Regions from separate parts of the Sus scrofa genome. Here region 2 is linked to region 1. The links are chromatin contacts, called in public Hi-C maps. All regions are on one chromosome and are shown on one strand. Each heading gives the region's core, a stretch centred on a gene start, on an enhancer-like site or on the middle of the called end of the contact. The rest is flanking DNA. Distances are from core to core; before and after follow the strand shown. Region 1 holds the start of TMEM231 (transmembrane protein 231). Region 2 holds the start of CFDP1 (craniofacial development protein 1).

What was found. A called contact is a pair of places that touch in the nucleus more often than the background predicts.
Region 2: a Hi-C map of liver shows a contact between it and region 1, with 2.6 times the contacts expected there. The contact joins the promoter of CFDP1 here to the promoter of TMEM231 in region 1. A contact is called at or near these places in 1 of 5 promoter capture datasets (liver), 6 of 47 Hi-C or Micro-C datasets (embryonic fibroblasts, epiblast stem cells, heart right ventricle and 2 more) and 2 of 2 datasets of contacts at active chromatin or transcription factors (alveolar macrophages and skeletal muscle).

The regions. Positions count from the first base shown.
Region 1 is chr6:12,138,864-12,143,855 of Sscrofa11.1, reverse strand. It overlaps TMEM231 (transmembrane protein 231), which reads right to left and starts at 3,539. Exons shown (of 6, transcript XM_005664337.3): 1 at 2,669-3,539. The coding sequence starts at 3,169.
Region 2 is chr6:12,221,305-12,226,370 of Sscrofa11.1, reverse strand. It overlaps CFDP1 (craniofacial development protein 1), which reads right to left and starts at 2,670. Exons shown (of 7, transcript XM_021093775.1): 1 at 2,438-2,670. The coding sequence starts at 2,501.

The sequences.
Region 1 (4,992 bases), core at 2,290-4,789:
CGGATGGCGAGCCCTCAGGAGGTGAAAAGCCAGAGAGCTGAGGTGCCCAACAGAGGAATGGTTTCACTGAGCCCTGACTCTTCCATCTTCCCAATACAAAGAAATGTGCTAAATTTCTTGAGATATCTAGTTTTTTTTTGGGGGGGGGTGCTGTACTCCCATATGGAGGCTCCCAGGCTAGGGGTGAAATCGGAGCTGTAGCTGCTGGTCTACACCACAGCCACAGCCACACCAGAGCCGAGCTGTCTGTGACCTACACCACAGCTCATGGCAACAACGAATCCTTAACCCACTGATCGAGGCCAGGGATCAAACCTGGTCCACATGGATGCCAGTCAGATTCGTTTCCACTGAGCCATGACGGGAACGCCCTGGTTTTCTTTTATTAACAGTAATCTGTGTGCCCTTTGCTGCAAAACTCCTATGTATCCCAGCTCCCCTCCTTTCCTTAGAGTGGGTTTTCTCAGGGTTACCAGAGAAGCGGTCTCCTGGGCTTAAGTCCTCAGTTTTGTCTACTGAATATAAAACAGAACTCTCAACTTTTAGGTTGAGCAAATTTTTTTTTTTTGTCTTTTCTAGAGCCGCACCTGTGGCATATGGAGGTTCCCAGGCTAGGGGTCCAATGGGAGCTGTAGCTGCCGACCTATGCCAGAGCCACAGCAACGTGGGATCCGAGCCGCGTCTGCAACCTACACCACAGCTCACGGCCACGCCGGATCCTTAACCCACTAAGCAAGGCCAGGGATGGAACCCGAAACCTCACGGTTCCCAGTCAGATTCGTAAACCACTGAGCCACGATGGGAACTCCTCCTTACTGTGTTTTTTATTTGCTTGCGTAGTTTTCTGTGTACTTTTACAATTTCAACATACAGTTTCTATTCCAATTTCTCACAATGTGATGTTTAAAAGTAAAAGCAAATCAAATATCCACCAACAGGAAACTGGTTAAATCCATTACCACTTTCTGTATCGATTACTTTGCAGACCTTAAAAAGAAGTTTGATTAACAAATATTGATACATGGGAAGTTCCTATTGTGGCTCAGTGGTGATGAGCCTGATAGTATCCATGAGGATGTGGGTTTGATTCCTGGCCTCACTCAGTGGGTTAAAGATCCCGAGTTGCCATGAGCTGTGAGGTAGGTCACAGATGTGGCTGATGTGGCTTGGATCCTGCTCTGCTGTGCCACAGGCTGGCAGTTGAAGCTCCAATTCAACCCCCAGCCTGGGAACTTCCATATGTCCCAGGTGTGGTCCAAAAAAAAAAATGAGACATGCAATTCTAGACATACTGAGTCTACCCACATGGAATTAGGTCTAGCAGGGGAGAGATGAGAAATAAATGAATTATACACAAATACTGATATATGTGCCAAACTGGGTCTTTAATTTTATGTCATTATATATACCTGTAACTCTTTAATAATTTACAAGGAGAATTCATAATCATAAAAAAGGTAAGGAAAGTTAAATATTCATAAAAAATCTGAATCCTATTTTGCTTGTGGTTATTCATATGAACAGTCAGATTACTTTTTTTTTCATTTTATTAAGTTGCTGGGAAAAATCTTATTTTTTTTTTTTCAGCTACACCAATTTGGCTGTAGGCCAATCATCTCAGAGGTGTCTAAAGAGATCCAACTTTGAAAGAAGAAAATCCAGAATTTTCCTACTTTCAAAGGAAAATGTCTCCTGAAAATGAGCGTAAAGGGGTGGGTGACTATAAAGGAAGCATTCACTTACCTCGAATCAGACACTAGATTACAGGCAGTAAAAAACTTCGTTTTCACCCCCAGACGGCGGCAGGATGCAGCAGCATCTCAGGAGGCAAGCCCAGGGAGGCTGGACTGGGCCAGCAACAGTCTGGGGAGGTCACTTAACCAATCAGCGCCTCTGCTTCCACATGTCAGTCTGCCTAAAAATACCCGCCCTTTTTGTTGCTACTGCTTGCTGAAGCACAAGCCAGCTGCAAGAACGAGTAATTAAAGAGAGCATTAGACATTCGCGTCATGGCTCAGCGCTTAACAAGTCTGACTAGCATCCGTGAGGACGCAGGTTCAATTCCTGACCTCCCGCACAGGGTTACGGATCCGGGACCTGGCGTTGCCATGAGCTGTGGTGTAGGTCGCAGACGCGTCTCAGATGCCTCTTTGCTCTGGCCCTGGCTTGGGCTGGCGGCTACAGCTCTGATTAGACCCCTAACCTGGGAACCTCCATATGCTGCGGGTGCGGCCCTAAAAAAAAAAAAAAAACAGAAAAACCAAAAAAAAAAAAAAAAAAAAAAAGAGAGAGAGAACGTCAACTGGCTTTCACGACTCAGCAACTTTCGCGACCACGCTTCCATCAGGCCACGCCCACGGAAATGGGGGCCAGAGACAGGCTGTCCGCAGGCTATCAGTCTCTGTGTGGGACACACACCCTGACAGCAGTGACTAATTTTCTCGGGGGTGGTGGACGGCTTGGAGAATTCGAATATTACAAAATATTTACTCCCCAGGAAATTAAATATAAGCTTAGGCCAATGAGCCTGTACACACAACTTCTGTGGATTCGTAACTCCTTCAGACCCAAGCAGGGCCCCCAGGGACAAGGACCCGGACCGCCCAGCTTCCTCCCACGCATGCCCCTATCCCCATCTCCATCCATACACCCGCCCAGAACCACGCACCGAAACGAGCGGGACGCGCAGGTGATCCCCCTGCAGTCGGTTGAAGGCAGGGAACGTGCTCCAGGCCAGGAATCCGCCGTGCGCGTGCTCAGGTCCCAGCAAGGCCACGAGCAGCACTTGGTGCTGGAAGCGTACGGTCGGCTGCTCCTCGTAGCTACTCCGTTTCAGCCAAAACCCTGAGGTAAAGAGGGCAGGAGGCAGAGGGGAAGAGGTTAGGGAGGCCGGCGGGAGCACCGGGGAGAATCCTGTCGCGCACTGGCCTTCAGGCAGGCTCACCGTGGCTCCGGAAGGCCACCAGCAGCGGTGGGATGTACGTGAGGGCGGTGGCCAGCAGCAGGAACAGCGCGGCCTTGGAGCAGAGCCCCGCGCGGTAGCCGCGCTCCACCGGGTGAGAAAAGAGTTCGTGGAGCGCCATGAGCACAGGTCGGAGTCGGGCTGCGCGTCCCGGACCCCTCCGCGGTTCCAGAGACTCGACCAACTTTGGCTTCTCCTGGTTGCCATAGCCTTGGTCTCCACGGCAACCGCAGGCGCGGGGAAAGGAACCAATAGCAAGGAAGCTGGCTTTGGTGGGGGTGGGGCTAACGGGGGGCGGTACCCACTGGTGGATCGTAGTCCTAGCTTTAAGCGTTAGGCGCCCTTTCCTATAAGCTGAGCAGAAATGGAATGTTCCGTGCCCCCAAATCTTAGCATCGCCCTTGTTAACATTTGTGTCAAATTAGATTTTCATAAATATTAAAGTAAATACCTGCATAAGTGTCATCTGTTAATCCCCAATGTGGTTCACTGTACACTGAGTCCAGTAACGGCACACCTTACATTGGAGGAAAACAGTGTGGTCCTGGACCTGGTCACTCCTTTGTATCCAAATGTACCTTTTTTCTTTCTTTCTTTTCACTTTTATTTATTTATTTGTTTGTTTGTTTTTAGGGCCGCATCCGCAGGCATATGGAAGTTCCCGGGCTAGGGGTCAAATAAGAGCTGCAACTGCCGCCTACAGCACAGTTCCAGCAACACAGGTTCTGAGCTGCGTCTGTGACCTACACCACAGGCCATGGCAATGCCAGTTCCTTAACCCACTGAGCGAGGCTAGTGATCCAATCCACATCCTCATGGATGCTAGTCAGGTCCCTTACCACTGAGCCAGGGCAGGAACCCCTGTCTCCAAATTTTCTAATGCTTTCACTAGTCCATAGCAAGACAGACACCGAAACAGGTCACAAAGCACCCTGCTCTTCAAGGGATAAGGATAATTACTATATAGCTCTACTATACTATGTTATAGTTGAGCACAGGCTTGACGACCTGTTTTGGGGAAGCTCTGGCCCTCTGCAAAGTTAACCTTGGTGTGTCACTTCATTAAAAGCTCTCCCTAGTATTTCAAACAAGGCAGAAGGATCTTTTTTTTTTTAAGGGCCATACCCATGGCATATGGAGGTTCCCAGGTTAGGGGTCAAATTGGACCTACAGCTGCCAGCTTATGCCACAGGCATGGCAATGCAGGATCCAAGCCATGTCTGCAACTTACACCATAGGTCATGGCAACACCAGATCCCTAACCCACTGAGGGAGGCCAGGGATCAAATGGATCCTCATGGATACCAGTCTGATTCGTTTCCACTGGACCACAATGGGAACTCCCAGGATTTTTTTTTAACACGTTCAACAGCCAACTTCTTTATCAAAAGGACCCGAAGAATCAAATGTCAGTGCCAAGAGATAGTGTGAGGTTTGTTATCAGAATGGAGTCCAGCAGTAGACGCTCCTATTTCAAAACCAACCTAGAAGTGCTTTTGTCTTCTAGTTTCATTGGGATATAACTGACATACAGCACCATATAAGTTTAAGGTGTACAACATAATGATTTGACTTACATACATCATAAAATGATTACAATAAGTTTAGTGAACCCTTCACCTCATATAGAAAATTAAATAGAAAATATTTTTCCTTATAATAAGATCTCTTAGGATTTATTCTCTTTCTTTCATATGTAACCCAGTGCAGTGTTAATTATATTTATCATGTTGTACCTTATATCCCTAGTACTTATCTTGTAACTGCAAGTTTGTACCTTCTTTTCATCCAATCCCCTCTTCCCTCCACCCTGATTCTGGTAGCCACAAATCTGATCTCTTTTTTTAATGAGTTTGTTTATTTTTGGAAGTATAAGTGACCTACAACCCTATTAGTTCCTGTTTCACAGTATGAAGTATTTCTACACATTTCTTTTTTTTTTTTTTTTTTTTTTTTTTTTTGGTCCTTTTAGTGCCGCACTTGCGGCACATGGAAGTTCCCAGGCTGAGGGCCCTGAGCCACAAGGGGAA
Region 2 (5,066 bases), core at 1,421-3,920, 83 kb before region 1:
GAATGATGGAGTTCCCTTTGTGGCTCAGCAGGTTACATAGTGTCTGTCTGTGGGGAAGCAGGTTTGATCCCTGGCTTCATTCAGTGGGTTAAGGATCCAGCATTGCAGCAAGCTACTATATAGGCTGCAGACGTGGCTCAGATTCGGTGTTGCTGTGGCTGTGGTGTACACCAGCAGCTGCAGCTCTGATTCAACCCCTGGCCTGGAAACTTCCATATTGTGTGGCCATAAAAAGGAGAAGAAAAAAAAAAAAAGTTTATCTAATGAATCTACTCTTTTTTTTTTTTTTGTCTTTTTAGGGCCGCACCCACGCAGCATATGGAGAATCCCAAGCCAGGGGTCTAATCAGAGCTGTTGCTGCCAGCCTACACCACAGCCACAGCAATGCCAGATCCGAGCCAAGTCTGCGACCTATACCACAGTTCAAAGGAACACTGAATTCTTAACCCATTGAGTGAGGCCAGGGATCAAACCTGCAACCTCATGGTTCCTAGTCGGATTCATTTTGGCTGTGCCACAAAGGGAACTCCTAATGAATCTAAATATCTCAGGAAATGATTTAGACAATTCTGAGAGTTTAGTAGCAAGTACATAAATGACTAACAGGAGTTCCCAGTGTGGCTCAATGGAAATGAATCGCACTAGCATCCATGAGGTCACAAGGTTCGATCCCTGGCCTTTGCGAAGTGGGTTAAGGATCCGGCACTGCCATGAGCTGTGGTGTGGGTTGAAGATGCGGTTCAGACCTGACATTGCTGTGGCTGTGGCATAGGCCAGCAGCTCCAACTCCGACTGACCCCTAGCCTGGGAACCTCCATATGCTGTGGGTGCAGCCCTAAAAAGACAAATAAATAAATAAATAACTAAGCAACAACAACAAAATTGCAATGATTAACTCCAGAGAAAACTAGTGCAGGAATAGCCATAACGGTATATACCACATGATTCGGCCAGAACATGGTGTCCACAGTTGCTTTAAAAAAGTAAACACTTAATAATGACCTAACCCAAATTAGACAGAGGAACATTAGCAGGCTGGAGAGTTAGAGAGGGTCTGAAGGTGAAAAGATGTGTCAGCAGTAAGGGGAAAGCTAAAAGGGGGTAAAAAAATAAGACTTAACATGGACAGATTAAGAAAACACAATGGAAATACCAAATTTTAAAAGCAGATATCATTCTGCAGAGAAGTGATACGGATGATTAATAGTGATAGGAACTGCCATTTGAAAATAAATCTGTTAGAAATATTTAACTATTTTTGGAGTTCCCACTGTGGCTCAGCAGAAAAGAACCCGACAAGTATCCATGAGGATGCAGGTTCCCTTCTTGGCCTTACTCAGTGGGTTAAGGATCTGGTGTTGCCAGCTACACTACCTGTGGTGTATGTCACAGACTCTGCTCAGATGCCGCGTTCCTCTTACTGTGGAGTAGGATGGCAGCTGCAGCTCCAATTTGACCCTTAACCTGTGAACTTCCATGGTCCCCAAAAGCAAAAAAACATTCTAAGATAAAATAACTTAAAAAAGAAATATTTGACTATTTTTCAGCAGGTGCATACAAAACTTTGATTCAAATGAAAACTGGTTTTCAAATGATCACACTGGCAGATATGTAAAGACCAATGTTGGTGGACAAGGAATCTGAGAAACCAGCTGGGAAGTTACTTCAGGTCTTAGTGAAGAATAATAGTTGTTCAGTAAGAGTGAGATTGGAGAGAGAGTGATGAGAAACTCATTTTCCACACAGACACACTGGTTGGAACAAAAGAGAGGAAACAAGGACAACTCCTAGGCTTTTTTGGTTTTATTTTTCATCGGAGCTACTCTATAGGAAGATACTTATAATTTGATGGGGAAGCCTGGGGAAGGTGCAGGATGCCGGAAGGGGTAGGTCTGGGTGACGTTTATTTCAGCCTGGGTTCGGTTTTAGAAACCTATACAAAAACAAGGTCTGAAAAGAGAGAAATGGATACAGACATTGCAGAGAGGCAAAGGGTATCATTAAGTGAACTTGCTAACAAGAAGATCCCTCCTGCAGGCAGAAAGTGAAGATATCTATCTCTGCCGTGATGCCAGCGAGCAATTAATTCCCTGGGGGCGGAAGGTCTGGCGACAGACTGCCTTTCAGAAGACTGCAAGGTTGGTGAGGGTACGCGAAGACCGACCACCGCCAGCGTCCCCAGAGATAGGGCCCTGTTCACGTGCCAGTTCCCGAACTCCGAGAGGGGGCGTCGGCCGAAGTGAGGCCTCGAGAAAGGGCTGCGCGAGACAGCCCGGGGCACACATCCCGGGTCACGGGGGCCGCGCGGTACGAGGACGCGCGGCACCCGCGCCCGAGAGCCACCCGGGCCACCGGGCCCACGCACGGGAGCCAAGCGCGCCTCACGTGAGACGCGGGGCGGGGCAAGCTGCCTCTCGCCTCTAGCCGAGTCGCTCACCCGACGGCACGTAGTCCTCGTCCTCCTCCGAGGTGGAGAAGTCTTCGGAGTCGAATTCCTCCATATCGCTGCCGCACGAGGGGGGCTGAGTCGCAGGGCCGCAACAGCTGCCCCCAACGGCAAAGCTCTAGGGAGCCACCATAGAGCTGCGGCGGGGGCGGCGGCGGCGGCGGCTGGGGCGGCCCCCAGCCTCTGCACATGCGCAGAGAGTGTATGTGGTCGAATGCGACACTTCCGGACCAGTGCCTTCTGCTGGATGCTACTGTGGGGGTTGGCGGAACACGGGCTGGGCGCCGAAGCGGTGCATGCTGGAACTTGTAGTCTTCAGAGCTACCAGCTGCTTTGATTTAGTAAACATGCTTAAACTAAGTTTGTTTTGCCCGTGGGAATACGGCAGACCTTCATTACTCGCAGTTTGGTATTTTTGAAATCGCTTACTTGTTAAAATTTATTATCACCCCCAAAATTAATATTCGCGGTGCTTTCTGGGGTTATTTGCGGACATGCGCAGAGAGTGAAAATTTTTGAGTCAACCCAAGGTTTGTGGTACCAAGGTTGAAAGAGGCAGGCGGTCTTGCTTCTTCCGCTCGAATGCTGTAAATAAGTGTCCTTTTCGCAATCACTTTAGTGCCGCGTTTTTTGCATTTTTGTGCTTTTTGTTGGTGATTTCGCTGTTAAAAATGACCCCCGAGCGTGGTGCTAAGGTGCTGCCTAATGTTCCTAAGCGCAAGAAGGCTGTGATGTGCCTTCCGGGGAAAATACGAGTGTTAGATAAGCTTCGTTTAGGCATGAGTTGTAGTGCTCTTGGCCGTGAGTTCAATGTTAATGAGTCAACAATCCTTTACATCAAGAAAAAAAGAAAAGGAAATTCGCCGATCTGTACGTGAGGCTGCTCCGGAAAGTGCTGAAGTGACGTCTATAGTGGGGGTGAGGAAGCAATGGAAAAAATGGAAAAGCGGCTCAATTTGTGGATTCATGAGAAGACAACCGATAAAAAAGGTGTGGTGGACAGCACTGCTGTGAAGCTGAAAGCCAACGAAATTTACAGCCATGTTACCCAGGGTCAGAAAAATGTGAAACCGTCCTAGGCTAGTGCTGGGTGACTTGCACGTTTCAAAAGGCGATATGGGGTGAATAATGTTAAGCTTGCAGGTGAGACAAGTTCTGCAGATCAGGAGGCTGCAGAAATTTAAAAAATACTTGCTAAGTATTATAAGGAAAAAGGATATGTGGAAGAGCAGGTTTTCAATGCTGATGAGACTGGCTTATTTTATAAGGATGTTGGCAAAAGAACCTATATAACGCAAATGGCCTCCAAAGCCTCTGGCTTTAAATCTTTCCAAGACTATGCAACCCTGCTTTTGTGCACCAATGCCAAGGGTGACTTTAACTGCAAACCCCTAATGGTGTACAGAGCTCCAAGTTCACAAGCATTTAAAGGGAAAAGTGTGAACCATATGCCGGTCCATTGGAGGTGGAACAAAAAAGCGTGGATGACGTCTGATTGGTTCCAGAGTTGCTTCATACCAGAAGTTGAATACTATCTCCAGGACAGAAACCTTGCCTTCAAGATTTTGTTCATTTTGGATAATGTGCCCGTCCATTGCTGTGAAGAACTCACAAATGCTCACCCCAACGTAGAAGTTCTTTTCTTGCCCCCAAATGCTACGTCTCTCATCCAACCCCTGGATCAGGGCATAATAAAAGCCTTCAAGGCGCACTATACTAGGGAGCTTTACAGCAAGGCTTTCGAGGCTCTCAAAGCCAACAAGGAAAGTACCGTGATGGACTATTGGAAGTCAGTCACTATACACAACGTTATTGATTATGTTGGCACAGCCTGGGACAACATCAAGCGGGCTGCTATCAATAACTGTTGGAAAAATGTTTGGCTGGACTGTGTGGAAAATTTTGAAGGTTTTGAAGGTGTAACAGAAAGTATAAAAAACAGTGTCAAAAACATAATGCCTATCGCGTGGCAAATAAGTGGAGAAGGTTTTGATGATATGAGGGAAGAGGATGTGGGGGAGATTAAGAACCCACCAATGAAGACCTGGACGAGATGGCAAAACAAGGCGTTGGAGTCCATGATAACGAAGACAGCGATGAAAGTCAGCCTAAGAGTCCAGGAATTGTCCCTCTTACAGCGGCCAAAATATCAGAATGGAACTCTGCCTTGGGAAAACTATTCAATGACATGGAAGTGTGTGACCCTATGCTCGATCGCAGCCTCAACTTTAAGCGCTTAATCTCCTTTGCGTTTGCCCCCTATGCCAAGATGCTTAAGGATTTGAGGCGAAAAGCCATGCAGGCTCCCAGTATTGGGAGCCAGTTGGGGAAGGAAGATTGCCGATTGCATCAACAAGTGGTGAGAGCCAAACCCCTGAGGTTGAACCAACAGTTGTCACTCTTCCATCCTCTTCCCCTCCTGCAGAATGACTTCCACCAACCTCTCCCTTGGTTTTTGTGGGGCAAGCCAAGGTCGAGAGGTTTAACCACACTCTGCCTGGTGCCATCACCCAATCTTCAGCTCCATCAACAGTAAGATTCTAGTTCATGTTTTCATAAAACTTTAAATGTTTGAGCTTCCCTTTTTTCAGAACTATATTTGCATTACTGTACAGTATGT